Linked DNA regions of Triticum aestivum: region 1 is linked to region 2. The links are chromatin contacts, called in public Hi-C maps. All regions are on one chromosome and are shown on one strand. The core of a region is the stretch at or near the end of the contact, and the rest is flanking DNA. Distances in the headings are between cores, read along the strand shown. Region 1 holds the start of LOC123183369 (plant cysteine oxidase 2). Region 2 holds the start of LOC123183368 (ATP-dependent Clp protease proteolytic subunit-related protein 1, chloroplastic).

What was found. A called contact is a pair of places that touch in the nucleus more often than the background predicts.
Region 1: a Hi-C map of leaf shows a contact between it and region 2, with 2.6 times the contacts expected there. The contact joins the promoter of LOC123183369 here to the promoter of LOC123183368 in region 2. A contact is called at or near these places in 3 of 5 Hi-C or Micro-C datasets (all in leaf).

The regions. Positions count from the first base shown.
Region 1 is chr1D:490,745,534-490,748,781 of IWGSC CS RefSeq v2.1, reverse strand. LOC123183369 (plant cysteine oxidase 2) reads right to left here and starts at 1,587. Exons shown (of 5, transcript XM_044596163.1): 1 at 1,112-1,587; 2 at 1-117. The coding sequence starts at 1,361.
Region 2 is chr1D:490,613,645-490,616,560 of IWGSC CS RefSeq v2.1, reverse strand. LOC123183368 (ATP-dependent Clp protease proteolytic subunit-related protein 1, chloroplastic) reads left to right here and starts at 1,620. Exons shown (of 9, transcript XM_044596162.1): 1 at 1,620-1,923; 2 at 2,858-2,916. The coding sequence starts at 1,707.

The DNA of each region.
Region 1 (3,248 bases), core at 338-2,837, 130 kb before region 2:
AAAACTTGGGGCAGTCATAGAAATGCAGATAGGTGACTGCAGGAGGCCCCCTCGGCTCGCTGCGCTTGAAGCACGTCATGCTTGTGTCTATGCCAACATCTTGCAGCTTCAGGCCATCTGAAACCAACCAACAGTGTAGTGCTCAGATAAGATGCATCTCAGCATATTGATTGACAGGTCAGGTATGACATGATATTTGGATAAACATATATAAAAATGCAGGTGCATGACCCCAGAAATTGCTTTTGAAAGACATAGACGGCGGCAGAAACACTAATCAGATTCAGAATTAAATTTAGAAAGGCTGCTAGTACCAACAAGACACGAAAATCACTTGATGATGTATCAGCGAAAAGGCTTGTGCTGCCAGAGTGATTACCAGCACCAGCAGCAGCGAGGAACGGAAGCAGAGCAGTAGCAAAGCAACGCTTGTGCAGAACTGGGCATGCATGCAGAGTGACACAAACTCATCATCACACAATATGAATGAATACTGTAAACTCCAAACTTACTCGGACACTAGTGACACAAGTGTCCGAGTAATGCAATGCAATGCATGTATGAAACCCTACGCAGACCGATGAAAAACTCATGGGAGAAATGAGTAGCATGCAAAATCACTTGCACTGACAATGGTGGCCGCTGTCAGGTTCAGCAGTATACACTTGAACACACTTAATATGAGTAGTAGAACATGATGATCAGTGGTTGTGCAATGGCGTGGCGTGGCGTGGCACGGGCGGGCAGGCAGGCAGACATGCCGGCGCGTGCATGGCAAAAAAGGAACAGCAGGGGCCTCGACCTCGTGGCATGCCAGAAAAGGAGCATGTATGTAGGAGTCACGGGTCGATAGGAGCCCGCCGCGACGTGGACAAGTCGCGGGACAGCCCATTCTACATGCGTGCTGACTCTGTAATAGTCTAATCATCATTCTCCTGCGACTGCATCCTCCTAAATCCTAAGCACGGGAAACACGGATTGATGGGCGCCCATGCCATCCCGAACGAATTCACCTGGCCGAATCGAGTCGGACGGAGAATCGAACTTGGGACAGCAACCTACCTACCATGCGTAATTGGGTACGGGAGAGGGATGGGGAGGGGATGCTCACTGAGGATTGCGGCGAGGCGGGCGACGGCGTCGGGCGGGGGGACGAAGCCGGGGGCGGAGCCGGCGAAGACCTCGCGGCTGGTGTCGAAGAGGCGCTGCATCGGCGTGGGCGGCACCGGCGCCGGAACAGCGACCACGGGGGCCGCGGCGTTGGCGCTGGCGTTGGAGGACTTCTTGTTGCGGCGGCGGTTCCTGCGGGACGAGGCGGTGTCCGCGGCCACGGGTTGCCCTCCCGCCTGCGCCACCGGCATGGTCGTCGGGGAAGGGCGGATCTCGGGTCGCCGCTGCGGAGGAGGAGGGGGTCGTCGGCGGCGAGGGCGGGGGCGGGGGTGGGGTCGAGTGTGGAGGCCGGGTCGGGGGACGGGGCGGGTATATATTGGCGAGTATCGGCGGGGCGTCCATCCCTCCTCGTATGAAGACGACGAGGAATCCGCCCGGAGAGAAGCCAAAACCGGGGGCGGACGGGGGGAGACGAAGGCACAGCAGCGCGAGAGAGCGAATGGATTCCTGTGGGCGACCCAATACTGCCTCTGGTTTTCTTTATTTCTGCTCATTTACTCCCCAAATATTCGTCTTCCATCTATCCCCAGCATTATTCGTTTTATATTAGTATATATATATATGCGTATATATATATGCATATCTGCTTATTTAATGCCGGACATTTACACACTGGCTCTCGGCCGCTCGGGCGTCCCGCTCCGCCAGGTCACTCAGGCGGCGGCCGGGGACCGCGTGGACGCGCGTGCGGGCCACGTGGGCAAGCAGGCCTGCCACGCTGGAGCCCCCCCGCCGCTTCTCAAGCCTAGACCCTGTTTTGAGCTCTGAGTTTTTTCTAGTTTTTTTTCAACACAGCACAGACGCAAGCGCTCATATATACGCGCATACACTCATCCTTATGAGCATCTCCGAGAGACGGAGCTGGCATATCATCTTGAGATTTTACGAAGATGCCATATGCGCCTTGTAGTTGACGGAAATATCTCCTCCTCCAACTGAATGCGCATCGCCGGAAATGCTGAAATAAACCCAGGATAAATGCGAGCACCAGAACTTGAACCAATTTTTTTAGAGCATCATATACTAGACTTTATTACTCTTTTTTTTGAGGGGTTGGCCTTTTTACTCAACAGTCAAGTTTTACGGGGATGATTGTGGAGTCAGAACATCAACAACCACGGTTAGCAAATCTGTCCCTCAAACGCCCACGGATTCACCCATGCAACGCTACGTATAAATACGATCGACATAAAGTTCATCTTTATACAGCCGGATCACCATTTCATCACCGCACAAAAGGACGATAGTTCATCAACATATAGTGCAAATCCATACTACAAACTAAATAAAACATAGATAAAATGGGGAAGGGCGGAGGAAAACATCCTCGCGGGCGCCCCTTCCCCTTGCGATTGTCGGCGCGTCTGAGCCCCTCCTCCATGTATGCATAGGCGCGCAGCGGTGTGTCGTCGTCGGAGCTGCATGTGGAGTTGTCTGTCAGGTCAGAGTCGTCAAAGCATATTTAGCCTAACAACCTCCAGAGCAAGCAGTCCAACTCCTTCGCATGATGGCTTGGCTTCACCTTGGCCACCGCCTTCTTGTTTGTGTCACGCTCCGACAGCTCTATGGCGAGTCGAAGCGCCTTAGCATTGTTGTGACGGAGGTGTCGCGCATCCGTCTCAGCCGTCGTGAGAGAGAGGCGGAGGACCGCCGGGAGGAAAGCCGCCTCGGGATACACCGGCGCCCACGTGTGCTCTGCGTGCAGCAATCGCCTCCCCAGCCGTCGGCCTATCCTTGCAAGTTGTCGATCGCGGCAGGTTGCATGTGCCTTTGAATCAAGTGGCCTCATGCGCACCGGCATCGATGCGGGCACGACGACCCAGAGGTGCCATGGTACCATTTTTGAACTTGATGGAACCCGCATTGGTGATGGTGGGCGGCTTACCTGAAGGAGATTGGAAGCAGAATGCTGGAGCTCCGAGACGGGTGGGACAAGCCAGCAACATCGCATCAATGGGCACTGTAGAAGAGGAGTTGCCGCAGCCACCTTAGTCAAGCCGATGCCGTCTCAACGCGATACAGAGGGCAACCTCCTCCACATTGTCGGGCTCCGCGTCTCGCAATAGGCTCGACCAGCC
Region 2 (2,916 bases), core at 371-2,870:
GTAACACAACCCTTACCGGTCCAAATGCTTCAACGAAAATCCGGCATGTGCAACGACTTTTGCCTTATTCACCTATCAGTGTCATCTACAATACATAGAATAGAAGAATCGACAATAGAAAGGGAGAGTGAGATTTCGCATCCCGATGCATATCTAATTGTCGGTCGCTGATGCCATTAAGCTACTCTGACCACACAGTGGGACCTGCATGGGCCACCAATGTCGGAGCTGAATCTGATGGATCTCGGATAGGGGATCCTGAGCTGGTGATCTTAGCTAGATGGTAACAGGATGTACAGGGACACAGTATCTTACCCAGGTTCAGGTCCTCTTGAAGAGGTAAACCCGGCCTACGTGTGTCTTCTATTATATTAATTGTGATGAAGTACAAGCACATGATGATCTACCATGAGATCGTATGTAAATGGATGATTCTCTACCCTATGGCCTAAAACACCTTGGCTTATATAGATACCAGGGGTACCTAGGTTACATGTAGGTCGGTTACATTAAGAGATAAACATGCGGATGATTCAAATGTGTCTTGGAGTATGTGACCAAGTCTTTGGATGATTCCATTTTGAGTACGTCGTGGGCAGGTCAAATGTGGCCCACTTGTGTTTACTTGGGGGGTGCTTGGTCCAGCCCATTATCAGGGGGGCGACGTGGTCAGCACTCCTAGTACATAATACCGACAATAAGGTCATACATAACGGCCATGTCAGAACACACATGGACACACATTGTGCATCCTAATAGGTGTTACAAGGTTGCAGCTAGTTCATCACTAGACGCCGCTGTCGATCTTCTAAGACCTCGCCGTCGGCAAGTAGCAGTGTTATGGTTCCTCCACTGACGGAGACCTAAAATCCAAGAAACACTGATGCACAAGATCTTGAGGGTCCATGACATCGACAATAAGCTCTCGGGAAGTCGGGAAGAAAGGATGAAGCATACAACATTGGCCGTCCACAAGCCCTCTTGACATGGGAACGTATCCCCAAACCAAAGGCTTCGACACGCCTCCATGCACATAGAGAAGCCGTAGTCAACGATGGTCATAGAGGGAGACTCCGAGCTGGAGGTTGAGAGGGGAGACTACAACACCCAGGTGACACCTTGTCCGAAGAAGCCTCCTTCGAATTTCGATGCGCATGGTGGAGATTGGAAAAACACACCGGATGGGACGTGAGTATTGCCACACTGTTTCTTTTGTACCATCACACCGGTTTTCTCTTCTGCCCGTCTAGACGGTGAAGAAGAGGTTCAATGACACGGCATCTAAGAGGTCATCCTTATGATGTATGATTCATGCGGCTATTCAAGGTTAGCAAAATACGGTTAGGAGGGTTCTTTTTTAAGGGGAAAAGACTGCTTTTTTTTTCTTTTTATAGAATTGCCAGCCCTTTATTGATCATTGTGGATGTTCATGGGTATACAAGAGGGGCCACGCGGATAAATTAGCCACAAGTGGCGACCCTGATGGAGCAAAGAAGAGATAAACTCCAAAAACTTGAAAAAAGAGAGCAAACAATGAGTCGCACACTGGGCCTTTGGGCCGGGCCTTACAATGGGCTAGGCCCGAGGGACCATCCGCGGATCCACAAAACATCGGGGGTGTTCCGCGCAAAAACGACCCCCCACACCCACTCCAGTTATCCGAATCCCCGGCACCAGCACCAGCGAGCGAGCCACGCCGTCGTCCCATGGCGCTCGCGGTGCGCTGCCCCGCCGCCGCCTCGCCGTCGGCGGCCAGGGCCCCCTTCCCCAACTCCTCCTCCCACTCCCACTCACAGTCGGCTGCGAGGCTCGCGAGGAGGCCGGCGGGGGGCTGCAGGTGCCAGTACTACCACGGCGACGGGCCCCCAAGGAGCTACGACCACATCCCCAAGCAGTTCCGCGAGGAGAACCTCAAGGATGGCCGTGAGATCCCTCCCCCTTCTCCCCCCCTCAAAGATTCATTGGAGCATCTTGCTAGGCTGGCTTATTGTCTAGTGGACTTATCCTGCCTGCCATGGCTTCAACCTTGGAGCAGCAGAAACATACTCTAGGAGTAGTATTTAGTTTTGTGAATAAACTATGTGATGTCCGTCTTAATTCTGCTGGAACTCATCATAATCCGATTAATACTATCTATACAGATTATGATTGTTTCAAGTTAAGTTACTGGTTCGTAGATTCAGACAGTTCACTGCTGCATTTCACTGCCCAATTTCAACGCTCACACCTGGGCACGAACCGGTCGGTACAACTGTACAAAACCATGTATGTAAAGGGCATCGAAGATGAGATACTTCTCCTATCTGCTATGATCTACATAAGTCTTTTGTAGGGCAATTGGCGGTACCAGAATGTAGATAGGATGTTGGATACAGCTGACTCAACTATGACTAGGAGTTGAGGCTATTAAGCAGGGTCAATGGGCTATGGATGGTCTATAGGTCCAAATGTTTGTGAATGTTCAGAAGTTTACTACTGCACGATATATTATCTTCACGTTGTCTTACCAAATGGTAGGAAAATATGTATCCATAGGGCAATTTTACTGCCTGGTGGTTGTTAAGAAGCCGTAGACGTTTTTTTGTAAGGAAACCCACAGGGGAGAAATGGTAGACATTTGCAAGCTGACTATGTATAAGTGCCAGACATGCTATGTCCATGTTTTGTCTTCCTAGGTGGTCTTGTCTCATCAAACGCTTCATGTTAAATGCCCTATATGACACATCTTGCATGCTTACGAACCAAGCAGTTGCTACCTTTTTATGGTGAGGCAATAAGCAATTGCACCTTAAACATAACGCTTTCTGTACCAGTTATTTTGTGTGCGGCTTTAAAGCCATTTTTAACCTTCTTGCAGTTATGGATAATTACAAGAATGTTCCTCAGTTCCTCTATGGCTTAAGCCCATCTCAAATG